Regions from separate parts of the Zea mays genome. Here region 2 is linked to region 1. Evidence: chromatin contacts called from public Hi-C data. All regions are on one chromosome and are shown on one strand. Each heading gives the region's core, a stretch centred on a gene start, on an enhancer-like site or on the middle of the called end of the contact. The rest is flanking DNA. Distances are from core to core; before and after follow the strand shown.

Region 1 (7,125 bases), core at 174-2,673:
CATACTAATAATAATCTGTACAAATTTACAACAGGTTCTATATATCTATATATACAAAATTAAGAGGGTGAATTGCACAGTATTATATAAATTAAAAGATCAAGAGATAGCAATGCATGCATGCATCATTGTGATGCCTCTTCCCCTCTGCAAGATCGAACTGTCCTACCATTTGCTAGTAGCTCCTCAGGTGGTGCATGCTCACACCACGTCACGGCTCACCAGTCACCACTCGTCGATCACCGGCGACGAGTAACGGTAGAGGTCGTAGGGCGCCCATAGGTAGTCCACAGAGCACGGCCGGCGGGCGTCGAGGCGGAGCCACGGCTTGCCCTTGCCGCTCCAGTGAAGGAGGCTGATAGGGCCCGGATGGAGACCCCGGCAGCGGCCCTCGACGTTGTCGCCGCCGAGCCCGTGCTGGTTCCACCGGTGGTCCACCGCCCGGATGTGGCCGGCGAAGACGAGCAGGAACGGTGGCAGCGAGCCGAGGTGGTAGATCCGCCGCCGCTTCTGCACGGCCATCCACTCCTCCACCCGGCGCGTGTACCCGCCGGCGCGCCACTTGTCGACGTCCATGACCATGACGCCCGTGTTGAAGTAGCATGGGCGGCGCCCGTGGAAGGTGCCGTTGAGCGCCGGGTGCGACCAGAAGGCGTCCGTGAAGTAGTTGCTGAAGTTGGCGTGGCAGTACTCGGGCGCCGCCACCACGTGGCCCGCGAGGTCCACGGACGCCAGCGTCCGGACGTCGTCCACCACGACCACGTCGGAGTCGAGGTACGTGACGCGGCGCACGTCGCGCGGCAGCGTGTCGGCGAGGTAGACGCGCGCGTAGTTGAGCGGCTGGTCCAGCTCCTGGCGCACCGACCGCGAGATACGGTCGCGGACGCGCGACGGGTCGAAGCGGTACACCCGCAGGTCGAGGAACGGGAACGAGGCGCGCAGCGCGGCGGAGAGGCCGTGGCCGTCGGCGTCGGCGTCGGCGGTGAGGAAGTGGAACGCTACGCTCTCGGGGCACGCCGTGTGCTGCAGGATGGACAGCACCGCGGCCATGGTGCCGCGGAGGTAGTTAGCGTCCAGCGTCATGGCGATGTCCACCCGGCCGTCCGCGCCGCAGTCGGGGCCGTTCCGGAACGCGGGCGCCTCCCTGAACATCAGGACGGAGGAGGACGAAGAAGGCTGCCGGATCATCATGGTGCCGACACGGGCGCCGGTGACCGCGTGGCTGGCGCCGAGGATAACAACAAGAAAGATGGCGATAACTACTACTACGGCAGAATTTGAAGGCATTGTACTGTTTGTTGTATGGCGCCGCTGGAGAGGGGACACACAAGGACCGAAAGGCGGTCGGCCGATTGGGGCTGCCGAATGCGAAGCCGGGTAGGTGGTGGCCGCCCTGGTCCTCGGAGATGGTGCCTTAGGAGGCGAGGGGGGCCACCATGGGAATGGTGGGGAAAGGAGGCGAAGGAGCGGAAGGTCAGGGGGTACATAAAGGCCGCAGCTCGCAGTCGCAGCAATGGAAGGGCGGAGGGCCAGGAGACAAGCTAGGATCAGAGAAGGGAAGATGGTGGCTGACGCCTGCTTGCCGGCTTTGGGTGGTGCCTATACTTGGACGCAGGGGATTTTATTCCGTTGCCTAGTTTGCCTATTCATGGACGGTTCCGTTGCATGCCACAAAATTATCCAACGGATGCATGTGGAATCAGCTGACGCGCCTGTTGAAAATTGGTCGAAAACTACTCCTACCGTCCTACGGCCCTGTTTGTTTCGGCTTCTGGCCACCAAAAACTGCTGCGGACTGCCAAACGTTCAGCTTTTCAGCCAGCTTCTATAAAATTCGTTGGGGCAAAAACCATCCAAAATCAACATAAACACATAATCGGTTGAGTCGTTGTAATAGTAGGAATCCGTCACTTTCTAAATCCTGAGCCCTATGAACAACTTTATCTCCCTCCATACGTAATCGTAATGATACTCAGATTCTCCGCACAGCCAAATTCTTTCCACAGCCAGATTTTCAGAAAAGCTGGTCAAAGAAAAGCTGAACCAAACAGGCCCTACGCTTGTTTGGAGAGACCGTATTTTCCTAGTTCTAACAATACTGTGAATAATATTGTGGTATTTGCTAATACCATGCTTTTAAAAGCCTTAAGGGCCTGTTTGGAAATGCAGTTTTGAAATGCTGTAGTTTTGAGATATTATAGTTTACAACTATACATGACAAAAATACTACGATATTACTTTACCACAGTAAACCCATAGTATTCCTCAAAACCGAGATATGTTTGGTTCCGTTAGAAAAACAAGGTATACGTAGAGAGAAGAGAAGAAAACTGAGGTCCTGAGTGGAGTTTCGAAAACTCCAAAAATACCACGGTTTCAGGTAAATCATGGTATTTAAAACTGTGTTTTGCCTGTACAAATCAAACACCTTTTATGTTTCAATACTATAGTATCATCAAATACCATAGTATTGTTTCAAAACTGCAAAAATACTACGCTTCCAAACAGGACCTAAGGTGTTTTGATAGACTATTTAAAACCATAATATATAAAACCTTGGTTTTGGCAATACCTAGGACATGAAAAACTTTAGTCCATACCGAAGTATGAGGCGTATTGGAAGCCAAATATTTCAAAAACCATGGTTTTACAATACCGTAGTTTTAAAATGTCGTGACACAACTATAGTATTTTTGTACATCACTCCAAGCAATATTTGTTTGGAGACAAAATATGTCAACCATAGTATTTAGTGTACATGTTACAAAAGCTAGTTATAAACAAAAACTTTAAGTTGAAGTGGAGTTACCAAAGTAACTTATAAACCAAGATATTTAAAACAGATTTTTTACAAGGTAGCGAGACACCTTTTACCAAAATATAGCATACTGTTTTTCAATACCATAGTTTTATCTCAAAACTCTAAAAAATATTTTGCTTGCAAACACCCTCCAGCTACCACGCGCTTCTTTCTTTTTAGCCCATGTAAACTATTGTGACTTATTTGACTTGTATGCAACGACGATCCTCAGGGTGGAGCAGAGGGGCCGGCGCCCCGAGCCTGAGCCCCCAAATCTATAGGGTCCCAATCCTATATATAAATTCAATAGCTAGACTATTAATATATGACACAATAGTTTAGTAGCGAAGTAACACAGAATTTACAGCTACGACATGTTTAAAAACCAATCATATCTAAACATGTTAAAAGAAACTTTTAAGATAATATATCTAACCAATCATATCTAAACATGTTAAAAGAAACTTAAGATAATACTGTAATATGTATCATGTATCGTTTTATTTACTTGTTGCTTGATATGAATTTTTGACGCTGCTTGTATGACGCTTCTTGTATGATCGCTGCTTGTATGATCGCTAGTTAACGTCTTTTGAATGGAACTGATGATAGAATAAAAACCATGGCACCAAACACGTATTCGATTGGCTGCTGTAAAAAAAGCATGCTTATGTCATTCAAGTTATTAGAGTATGGTATTGGTATTGAAAACTGTGATTTTAAAAACTGCGCTCCCAAAAAATGAACAAACCATCTATAAACCTGCCGTATGATACCGTCCAGTGGGTATCCTGCGACTTTGCTACACGGTCGCAAATTCCATACAAACGCATCTAAAGAATAGTTCTACAAATCCACACAAAAAAGAACTGCACTTCTCGTGTATTGAGGAGTACAGGGTAATTTTTCAAGAGTAGAAATGGGCATTAAATTAAGGGGATCCCTCCTCCGGCATATTCAACCTCCTGAAATAAGACCAAAAAAAGAAAGAAAGAAACCAGTTTAGGCAACCATGCAGCCTAACAAAATGTTTCATTGGCAATACAAGTATACAACTATACTGGCAAAGTTTCATACTATGATCAGAAATAACACATAGTCCTGGCAAAGTTTCATTTTAGTTGTGCAAAAAAAAAAACCCCACCTCACAATGTTTTTTTTAAAAATCTCTGGGATTTGGACAATTAGATGATTTTCTGGCAGTTCATAGGTAGGTAGTGCCGAAGGTCCATGATGGCACAGATCGATGAGACTTCCATCTGACATCAAAAGCAGTGCAAGCAACTAATAACGACTAGTACCAGCTTAGAGCCTTAGAGCACACTAAATAACAGCTGTCAATATGTAGACAAATAATACAGAGTACACACAGTTACTTACAGTGCACAGCTAACAATTACTAAAGTGAACAATAATTTGAAACTATCATCCAAAGCCTAAAGATGATTGAACAATGTCAAAACTAAACACTGAAGTCAGGAAATTTAGCTGTGTCAAGCTATCAAAAGCATACCCGAGCAGGAGTCAGTCCATCGTGCTGGGGTGGCGGCCCAAACACGACACTAGACTCGTGTCGTGCCGGCAATGACACTATATAAATCATGCTCGTGTCATGCTGAAGCACTACGAGTTGTGTCGTGCTTAGCGCTGGCCCATTTAGCATGACCCACTTGGCCATCTATAGTTGTAGTACACAATGTTAGGAGATATTTGTAATTTATAATCTATAATCTGTATAACAATATATAATGCACCGTTTAAACTTTGCAAAACTCACTCAATTAAATCACCCCACACTCAAATCATCTACTAAATCCACCAAACAAATTGCACATAGACTTAACACCATCAAAACCAATGGTTTAAATCGTTGGATAACCCTCTGTTCCTAACTCAATCCATGGACAATATTATTTGGATCATCAATCACCCCTTCCGCTCCCTCCTCTCTCGCGATCTTGTCGTCCCCTCTCCCTCACTGGTGTCGTCGTTGCCGCTATCGTCGACCCCTCCCCTCCGCGGGATCGTAGCGTTAGCACGGATTCTCATTGCCTAATATAGCTCTTTTGACTGATCGACCAACTCAGAACTCTGCGCTATTTGTTGCCTTATGTCTTTGACTCTTTGTAGCGGTGTAGAAAGGACAACAATGGGTCGGATAAGGCCGCGATATTTAGATACATCCATCAATAAAATATGTGGTGTAATATCATATCCTCGCTCTCACCCTTATGCTATCTTCGGAAGAAGCTGCATGCGAATGCACATTTGAACGGTTGTGGTACGAATGAGAGGGCTCTTATAGCAGAGCACACATGCGGGCGTGTGTAAGTGCAATTAACTTCTTGAGGGTTTTGGTGATAGAATGATAAAACAAATAAAAATTCTAATAAGCGTACTTAAAGTGTGTACTCCGTCATCGCAAGATCCAAAGAAGTACAAGAGATCACATCAAATAAAAATGAAGCATGTGATACAACGGAATCACACAGGTCTTCAATAACGATTCATTAAAATCTCATGGTTCTAGGCAATCAAGACATCATATTTTATATTTCTTTTGAGTTTTAGGAATCGCTGTAATACTTAGAGGAATCCAAAAAGAGGTAACGATGTTTGCAATTAGCTCAAAATTTCTATTTCAAATCCTATTTTTCAGACTAGGTCTTTGGAGTGAGAAGTGCACAATTCAACCTCCCTAGGTTCTCTAGACCGAGATGCTCTATGGTGCAAAGTGGTTGAACCGGTCCCCATGGGCGATTCAACCAGTTTTGGCTAAGAACCTCTTTGGTAAAAAGCGGTCGAATTGGCCCCCAGGGGTGGTTCAACCAGTTTTGGCCATGAACCTCTCTGGTAAAAAGTGAGATTCAACCGGTTTTGACCAGGAACCTCTGAAAGTCGCCTAGAGGGGGGGGGTGAATAGGGCGAAACTGAAATTCTCAAAAATGATCACAACTACAAGTCGGGTTAGCATTAGAAATATAATAGACTCCACGAGAGAGGGTGCAAAACAAATCGCAAGCGAATAATCAAGTGAGACACACGGATTTGTTTTACCGAGGTTCGGTTCTCTCAAACCTACTCCCCGTTGAGGAGGCCACAAAGGCCGGGTCTCTTTCAACCCTTACCCTCTCTCAAACGGTCCCTCGGACCGAGTGAGCTTTCTTTTCTCAATCACTTGGAACACAAAGTTCCTACAAGGACCACCACAAGATTGGTGTCTCTTGCCTCAATTACAAGTGAGTTTTGATCGCAAGAAAGATTGAAAGAAAGCACGATTGCAAAAGCCAAGCGATAAGAGCGACAAATAACACACGGATCACTTTCTCTCTCAAGCCACTAATCACTAATGATCTCATTTTCTCAATTGTGAAACTTGGAGAGAAGGAGGCTTTGAATGTGTCTTGGAATGGATTGCTAGCTCTTGTATTGAATGTTGAAGGTTGGAATGCTTGGATGTTGGAATGGAGGTGGTTGGGGTTGTACTTATAGCCACCAACCACTTCCTAGCCGTTACTCCATTCTGCTGAGCGCGGACGGTCCGCCCGCCAGGTCCGGACGGTCCGCCCCTGTAGATCAACGGCTGAAAATGCAACGGTCAGCAGTAACGGCTATATCAACGGCTATATTGCATTTAATGCGTCGTCAGATGTCAGACAGACCCAGTCGCGGACGGTCCGGTCGTGCACCCCGGACGGTCCGCGAGCCCGCTATAATTCATTCTTTCGAACCCGTCACCTTCGGGTTTTTCGGAACCTTGCCTACCGGACGGTCCGCGCCTGAGGTCGGACGGTCCGAGCGAGGTCTCAGACGGTCCGCGCTTATCCTCCGGACGGTCCATAGTGCAGACTCGGATTTTTGCATTGGTTCTGTCCGAGGGTCATCCTTGTGTCGCGGACGGTCCGCTGCAAGGGCCCGGACGGTCCGCGCTTGGCCTGTTTTTCCAAAAAGCTTCTCCTGTCCGGAATAATCTACGGTATTCCGGACAGTCGATTTAGTATAGTTGTAGATGAACCTTTGACACCTGTAGAACATATAATCTAGAGCAAACTAGTTAGTCCAATTATTTGTGTTGGGCAATTCAACCACCAAAATCAATTAGGAAGTAGGTGTAAGCCTAATTCCCTTACAATCTCCCCCTTTTTGGTGATTGATGCCAACACAAACCAAAGCAAGTAGAGAAGTGCAAAAATGAACTAGTTTGCATAATGTCAGTGTAAAGGTTACTTAGAATTGCGCCAATATAAATTCTTGCATGGATTGTTTCTTTATTTTTAACATTTTGGACCACGCTTGCACCACTTGTTTTGTTTTTGCAAATTCTT
Region 2 (7,339 bases), core at 1,698-4,197, 280 kb after region 1:
AAACCTATTAGCAAGCCTAACTTCACTCTTTCTATCTAAAAGTGTTTCTATCTATTGATCAAAGGTATGGGGGCATGGGATTCTCTAAGAACTTAATTTCATATATCATCGGACATGGAGGTCTCCAAAGACATATTTATTGAATAGAACCCCATGGCTCAATGTCCTTGGAGACTTAAATTTTTTTTAGCCCAAGAGGACCCATGGTGCTTAGGGGCCTCGGGCCTCATAACACGTAGATAACCTAAAAGACCATTTGATCTTCTATTCCATTTTCTACTACTTCCCAAATGCAAGGATGAAGAAAAAAATAGATGACTACGCATTTTATGATTCCAAAAAGAATAATCTTCCTCAACAAAGTGAGGGGGCTTGCTAAGAGGAATAGACAATAAATGAGCATTGAAGTTGTATGTAATGTAGGAATAATAAAAAAAGTAATGTTGCTTAACCGTTTTTTTCTTTGAAGAAGAGTCGTCGTCGTTCTTTGGTGAAGATAAGGAGGCATTGTTGTTGTGCATAGTAGACTATCTTTTTGATGCACATCTTCTTTTTCTCGTCCTTCTTCTTGTTGTTTGAGCCTAAGTCGATGGGCTTATCTCCCTTTAGCTCATTGTTGTTGACAGTCTCCTTCTACTTGTCATCAATCACAATCCTCTTGCCCTTAGGATCCATCTTTTTATGCGGTTAGTCCCTTGATGAAGAGAACGACTCTGATACCAATTGAGAGCACCTAGAGTGGGGTAAACAGGTGATCCTGAAAATTATCTCTAAACAACACAAACTTGGTTTATAATATGTGTTAGTGAGAACTAAAACCAAGTTAGGATGAAAAGAGAGAAGCAATGAGAACTCTTCACTTGATTGCTTCTTTAAGATGAGTATTAAACTTAGGAGCAATATTGCAAGTGAGTAGAGAACTCGAGAAGACATTAATCATAATAATTAAAATAGACAAGAGACACAACAATTTTTATCGTTGTTTGGCCAATGCCTACTCCACGTTGTGGTGACCTTTTTTGGTCAACGGTTGCACTTAATCCCTGTTAAGTGATCCAAAGATCAAACTTGAGTACCACAATTGTCTTTCTTATATCAATATCCCACTGTGAGAAATCTCCACAAATGATTACAATCAAAACGAAGAAAGGGGGGAGTAGAGACATACACAAGAACACAACGCATCAACAACACGCACACAAGCAAAAGAGAGAGCGCACGAATCAAAACGACAGAGTCATAGTTCAAGAACGTGCTCAAATCTCTCTCTAATAAATCAGCAACGTGGTCGTAGAGGTTCGAAGTTGTAGTGTGCTCAAAGGGTGCTTGGGTACTGTTTCAATGTGCCTAGGGGGTTCTTTCATAGCCTCAAGTGACCTATAAGCTGTGAGAGATTCAGTTGGAAGCTCCCAGCCTTCCCTTTTTGCGAGTGCACCATATTGACAATCAGTGATATGTTTCCTTCATCAGCCGAGCCGACCGTTGTGCGCCTTCGGTTGCATGGCACACAGGACACGACTCACCCGAGGCCACAACCCGCCCGAGGAAGCAACGCGCCCGAGGTAGCAGCTTGTCCGAGGCCACAGCTTGTCCGTTGCCACGACACGCCCGAGGCAGTCACGACTCGCTCGAGACAAACCTCGGCGGAAGACACAGCCCCGGCACGCCCAAGGCCATCCTCAGATGGGAGACAGTCACGGTTCGCCTAAGCGCAATCACGACTTGCCCGAGCATGTCTCGTGTGACTGTCCGGTGAGGTCAAGACTGGCCCAAGTTTGGCCATATTTAGCCAACCTTCTCCACTATATTTTTGCTTGACTTGAGAAGTTTTCTAGCATTTAGATGAACATTGTTAGCACATAAAATAAATGATTAAGTGCTAGAAACATACCTTTGTTTTAATTTGCTTTCTAAACACATGTGTCCGTGCTCATAGGAGTAGTATTAGTTCTTAGTAATATGTTGAACATTTGATCACCAAAACAACTAGAAATGGCCTAAGGGCACATTTCTCTTTCAGCTCTGCACTATTTTTTGTGCGGTGTGGTGGTCGGACCCGGAGTGTCAGCGCGGAGAGTGAAGTCATGGTAGCACGAGGTGGCCACATTAGGTTCTTAATAGAGTAGTATAGATATAGCATAGCTTTAGTTGTAGCTTTCCGCATATCCACCTCCACCCGACCACCCCTATTTGACTCTACGTCGATATCCGTCTTGTGTGGCCTGCCGATTCAAGACGATACTTGGATCTTACCCTCCGGGTGGCCTGCTGACCGGAGCACCCTAAGGTCTCTCCCTATGGGGCATGATCTGGGTTCATGCAAGGAGGAAGAGGACCTTGAGCCATCATGGACCATCTGGTCCATAGTGTGGACCGTCCAAAGCGATGCGGGGAAGGAGTCGCTCTTGAAGCGATGTCGCGAACCGTTCGTGCCGCCGCAGAGGGCACCACTAGTCGATATATCCCTAGTGTTTAGTGTGCACCAACATTAATATTAAATATGGACAACGACTATTGACAAGTAGACCTTATGCTGTCATCGGCAGGCTGTGCATATGGAGGTTCAAAACACTATTTTGCAGTTCTGACAACACAATTTATCGATTGAAGTTTAAAATAAAAGATGTGATTGAAGATGAGATAGAGGAGCTAACGGGGACCAGCTAGTCTAGTGGGTCTCTTGCTTGCGAATGACTGACTATACAGTTATACATTTATTGGGCGTAGGGACGACACTACATGATTGTGGATCTACTGAATGAAGAAAAAAAATTACTGCATCGGTGCTGTAACACGAAGCCGCTGCACCCACGCGTCGGGCTTCAGCTCGGCACCCTGCCTGGGTATCGAATGGCTCAAGCGCTCCTACACATCCGCTCGTTAAGGACCGTTCGGAGCCGAGCATTTGGGCTGAATAGCTCCCTACAGACCCACGGAGGGCGTGTTCGGTTATAACAATCTAGATAAATATTCCTTCTAATCCTTTTCTGGATTGACCTAACGGAACAAGCGAGAAAGGGGACTAGTATCAAAAAAAAGGGCTCGTCGCACACCCCTACTGGTACGTCCCAACTCCCAAGTCCCCATGGAGCTACCAGCACCGTCCTCCGCATCCTTCTTCCTCGTCGCCGTAGTGGCTGGCGCCACTCTCTTCCTCGTAACCGTTCTCCGGCTCCGCGCGCGCTCGACGCGCAAGTACAGGCTCCCACCAGGCCCGCGGCCGTGGCCGGTGATCGGCAACCTGAACCTGATCGGCCCGCTGCCTCACCACTCCGTCCACGAGCTCTCCAAGAGGTACGGCCCGCTCATGTCCCTGCGGTTCGGCTCCTTTCCCGTCGTCGTCGCGTCGTCGATCGACACGGCGAGGCTCATCCTCAAGACCCACGACCTGGCCTTCATCGACCGTCCTCAGACGGCGGCCGGCAGGTACACCACCTACAACTGCGCTGGCCTCTTCTACCAGCCCTACGGCGCGTACTGGCGTCAGGCGCGCAGGCTTTGCCAGGCCGAGCTCTTCAGCGCGAGGCGGCTCATGTCGCTCGAGCACGTCCGCAGCGACGAGGTGCGCGCCATGCTGAGCGACCTGCGTGCGGCGGCGTCGGCGCCGGCCGGCGGCCACGACGCGGTGACGCTCAGGGAGCACCTCTACATGGTGAACCTCAGCGTCGTCTCGCGCATGCTGCTGGGCAAGAAGTACGTCGTCGAGGGGTCTAGCTCGCCGGCGACGCCCGAGGAGTTCAGGTGGCTGATCGACGAGCACTTCTTTCTCAACGGCGTGCTCAACGTCGCGGACATGATCCCGTGGCTCAGCCCCCTGGACCCGCAAGGGTACGTCAAGAGGATGAAGAGGTCGGCCAAGATGCTGGACCGGTTCCTGGAGCACGTGGTGGACGAGCACAACGAGCGGCGGCGCCGAGAAGGAGAGGATTTCGTCGCCATGGACATGATGGACGTGCTCTTGGAGCTCGCTGACGACCCCAGCCAGCTCGAGGTCCCCATCACGCGGGATAATGTGAAGGGGTTCACTCTAGTAAGCGTTACTAATCCACATCATGCGTAGCATATTTTAACTTAGGTTAATTAGATTTAAACTTCAGAGTTCAGCCAAGCACAAAAGTAGACTAATGATGGAGTGGTCGTCCTGCACCCCAGGACCTGATGGGCGGCGGCACCGACACCTCGGCGGTGACTGTGGAGTGGGCCATGTCAGAGCTCCTGAGGAACCCAGAGGTCCTCGCCAAGGCCACCGAGGAGCTGGACCGTGTCGTCGGCCGCAACCGTCTTGTGGCAGAGGGGGACATCCCAAGCCTCCCGTACCTCGACGCCGTCGTGAAGGAGACCTTGCGCCTGCACCCAGTCGCGCCGCTCCTGACTCCGCGGCTGTGTCGGGAGGACGTGTCCGTGGGCGGCTACGACATCCCGGCGGGCGCGCGCGTCTTCGTCAACGCCTGGGCCATCGGCCGTGACCCGGCGGTGTGGGAAGCTCCCCTGGAGTTCCGGCCGGAGCGGTTCGCCGGAAGCGGCGTGGACGTCAAAGGGCAGCACTTCGAGCTGCTGCCGTTCGGGTCCGGCCGCCGCATGTGCCCCGGCATGGGCCTCGCCCTCAGGATGGTGCCTACGATCCTGGGCAACCTGCTGCACGCCTTCGCTTGGCGGCTCCCCGACGGCGTGGCGGCCGAGGAGCTGGGCATGGAAGAAACGTTCGGGCTCACCGTGCCGCGCTTGGTTCCGCTCCAGGCCGTCGCTGAGCCCAAGCTTCCTGCTCGCCTGTATGCTGTCCTGTGATGCATGCAAGCCTATCTTGCTCTGCCTAATATTTTTCTCTTAGTAATTAAGTGGTTTAGTCGTTTAGAACATCGTATCCTGGGTCTTTATATCATCTGAATAAAGCATTGCACGTGAAAGCTAGCAGAGATATCACAAGACTATCACCGAGATTCGAAGGCTTGGAATTTTTGTTTGGAAAATCTCGGTATACTTCAATTGAACTCTCAATCATTAGACCATTTTCAGTGAAAGTTCTACTCTCATTTAAATGTAACACTAGTCAGTTACTCGTGCTTTGCTACGGTATTTTTCTAAAAACTGGTTGGACTAAATTTATTTGGTCTGTGTTGTAACTTAGCAATATATACAGCACATGTTCATTTGTCGCTAAGCATATGGCTTGGACTTGCCAGACAACCTGGGCCTGCTATCGGTACCGCCATAACCTTGCTCCCTTTTGCAGTTGTTTTGCCTCCCGATGCCATTTTTTCGAATTGAAATGGACTTGGTAAACCACAATGGTTCACTCGCAAAGCCACCATACTTAGTAAACCACAATGAGTCACTCCCAAAGCCACCATACATTTCATCTCACTCGAAAGCCACCATACAATTTCATCTCATTATAAAGAACAAGAGCGAGGCAGCGTGGGTAGACTTCACAGGCAAAAAAATCTGAAAACCTGAACTCTGTGACAATGGAAAGGAACAAATTGTACACATGAATAACAATGAAGAATAACACATGACTAAAGGAAGTGGTTTATATCACGGATGACACCAAGGACATATCATCAGATCCCTGCCTTGCCAATGGTGTCGTTGGTGTCAGAAGTCTGTGCTTCGCAAGTGTATCTCTGAACTTCTCAATCTGCATACAACAGTTACCAATTGTATAAGTTAAATCAACTGGTAGCCATTAACGATAAATATTGGACCATAGGACCTTATATATATGCTGAAGCACTAAGACACAAGTCGACTATCTAGAGGCCAATGGAAGTCAGATGGCACATCAAAGACAAGTACCAGATCACGAAACTGTTATTGCTTTCAGCTGCAAGGGCCTCCTTAATTTCTTTGCCTAGTAGATCTGAAGGCACTGCAACGGGCACGTACTTGGGACCACCTACTAATTCCATTTTTTCATTTGTAAATAATAACAAAACCCTCAAAACTTTTCATTTCACCGACTTAATTAATATAATTGCTCATTGGCCATAGAAACATCTTCCAAAATAACTATACTCGGCCTTACTTTAACAACAATTAGAATAGGGGGCACAAAATTAATGACAGTAGAACATAGGATCTCACGGTTGCATTGATACAACTGAAGTTGCAGAGTTGACCTTTTGCTCCCCTGTAGAACGTGAAGAAAGGTGAAGCACTACGGGCACAAGAAGACCGACGGCATCTGCGATTCACCCGCGTTCCCTTCCCGTCAGATCTGCGCTGCATGGCGAGAGGGGGTAGGTTCTTTGGCCCGTCGAGACGCTTATCTGCCGCGGGCGTGTGGCGCATTCGGCCTTCCAATGGGGAATGATGCTGGTTGTTGTTGGATTCTGGGACTGCTCTAGTCATGGAGGCCGGCCGTTGCTGTTCCATGCTCGTGCGTTGTCTCTTCTTATATTGTATGGGTTTGGTGAATCCATTGCAGCCTGTGTCAAAGGCAGCGCTGACCATGTCAAGGCTGAAGTGTGCGCTCGGGGGATGTGAATATGTGATCTAAGGGCACTTATGGTCTTCTTGATCGGCGTGCCAATTCTAATCCTAATGATATATGTACGCGCATGGGCAGAAGGAAGATGACGTACTTTCTTTGGCCGATCTGGGAATCTCCTCCCAAGCCCTTGAGGACAATAATCCCCCCACTACTACCACGAGAACGTCACCATGGAGAACCTCTGCAGGCTACACGGGTGGATGACAGGAGCTGGAGGGCGTCGATGCACAGGTACTGGGCCGGAGAGACGAGGTACGCGCACTCCCGGCAGACGGACGCGCCGCTCCTCGCCAACTCCGCGTGGCACTGCAGCAGCTTCTGCTTCCGCCGCATCAGCGACTTCGCCAAGACCGCGTGGCACTGGACGGCGGACCGCACCGGCAGCCGCTGGGGGCTTGGTGGTGGGGGCGGCGGGGGCACGGACCAGAGCCGCGAAGGCGACGAATGAATCGAAGACGATCCAAAGAATGAGCCAGCAACCTACCGTCGAGCCATGCGATTGAGGTCGTCGGCGCTGACCAGGTGCTCCATATGGCCGGAGAAGTTCTGTAGGTCCGAGAACACTCCCCGCGCCATCATCTTCTTGAGGGGGTCCATGACGCCGGGCCCTCTCAGGGCGGGCGGTGGTAGCGATGGTGTGGCAGGAAGGAAGAGGGTGAGATGGGGGTTGCGCGAGCTGTGGCGGCAGGGAGAGGAAGTGAACGGGTGACGGCGGGACGCGAGGCTGGCGGGCTACCGTATCACTGGGATGGGGGAGGGGAGGGGACGGGCACGACCCGGGGTAGAGGTGTCGGCTACCGTATCGCCGGGTGGGGCGTGGGGTTGTTGCGCATCCAGGCGAGGTGG

The links. A called contact is a pair of places that touch in the nucleus more often than the background predicts.
Region 2: a Hi-C map of leaf shows a contact between it and region 1, with 3 times the contacts expected there. The contact joins the promoter of LOC100281654 here to the promoter of LOC100273739 in region 1. A contact is called at or near these places in 8 of 25 Hi-C or Micro-C datasets (bundle sheath, ear, endosperm and 3 more) and 1 of 3 datasets of contacts at active chromatin or transcription factors (leaf).

The regions. Positions count from the first base shown.
Region 1 is chr1:62,620,140-62,627,264 of Zm-B73-REFERENCE-NAM-5.0, forward strand. It overlaps LOC100273739, which reads right to left and starts at 1,424. Exons shown (of 1, transcript NM_001148148.1): 1 at 1-1,424. The coding sequence starts at 1,287. The coding sequence ends at 226.
Region 2 is chr1:62,894,880-62,902,218 of Zm-B73-REFERENCE-NAM-5.0, forward strand. It overlaps LOC100281654 (flavonoid 3-monooxygenase), which reads left to right and starts at 2,948. Exons shown (of 2, transcript NM_001154573.2): 1 at 2,948-4,030; 2 at 4,153-4,930. The coding sequence starts at 3,086. The coding sequence ends at 4,785. It overlaps LOC103635244, which reads right to left. Exons shown (of 2, transcript XR_557258.4): 1 at 6,978-7,339; 2 at 5,326-5,638.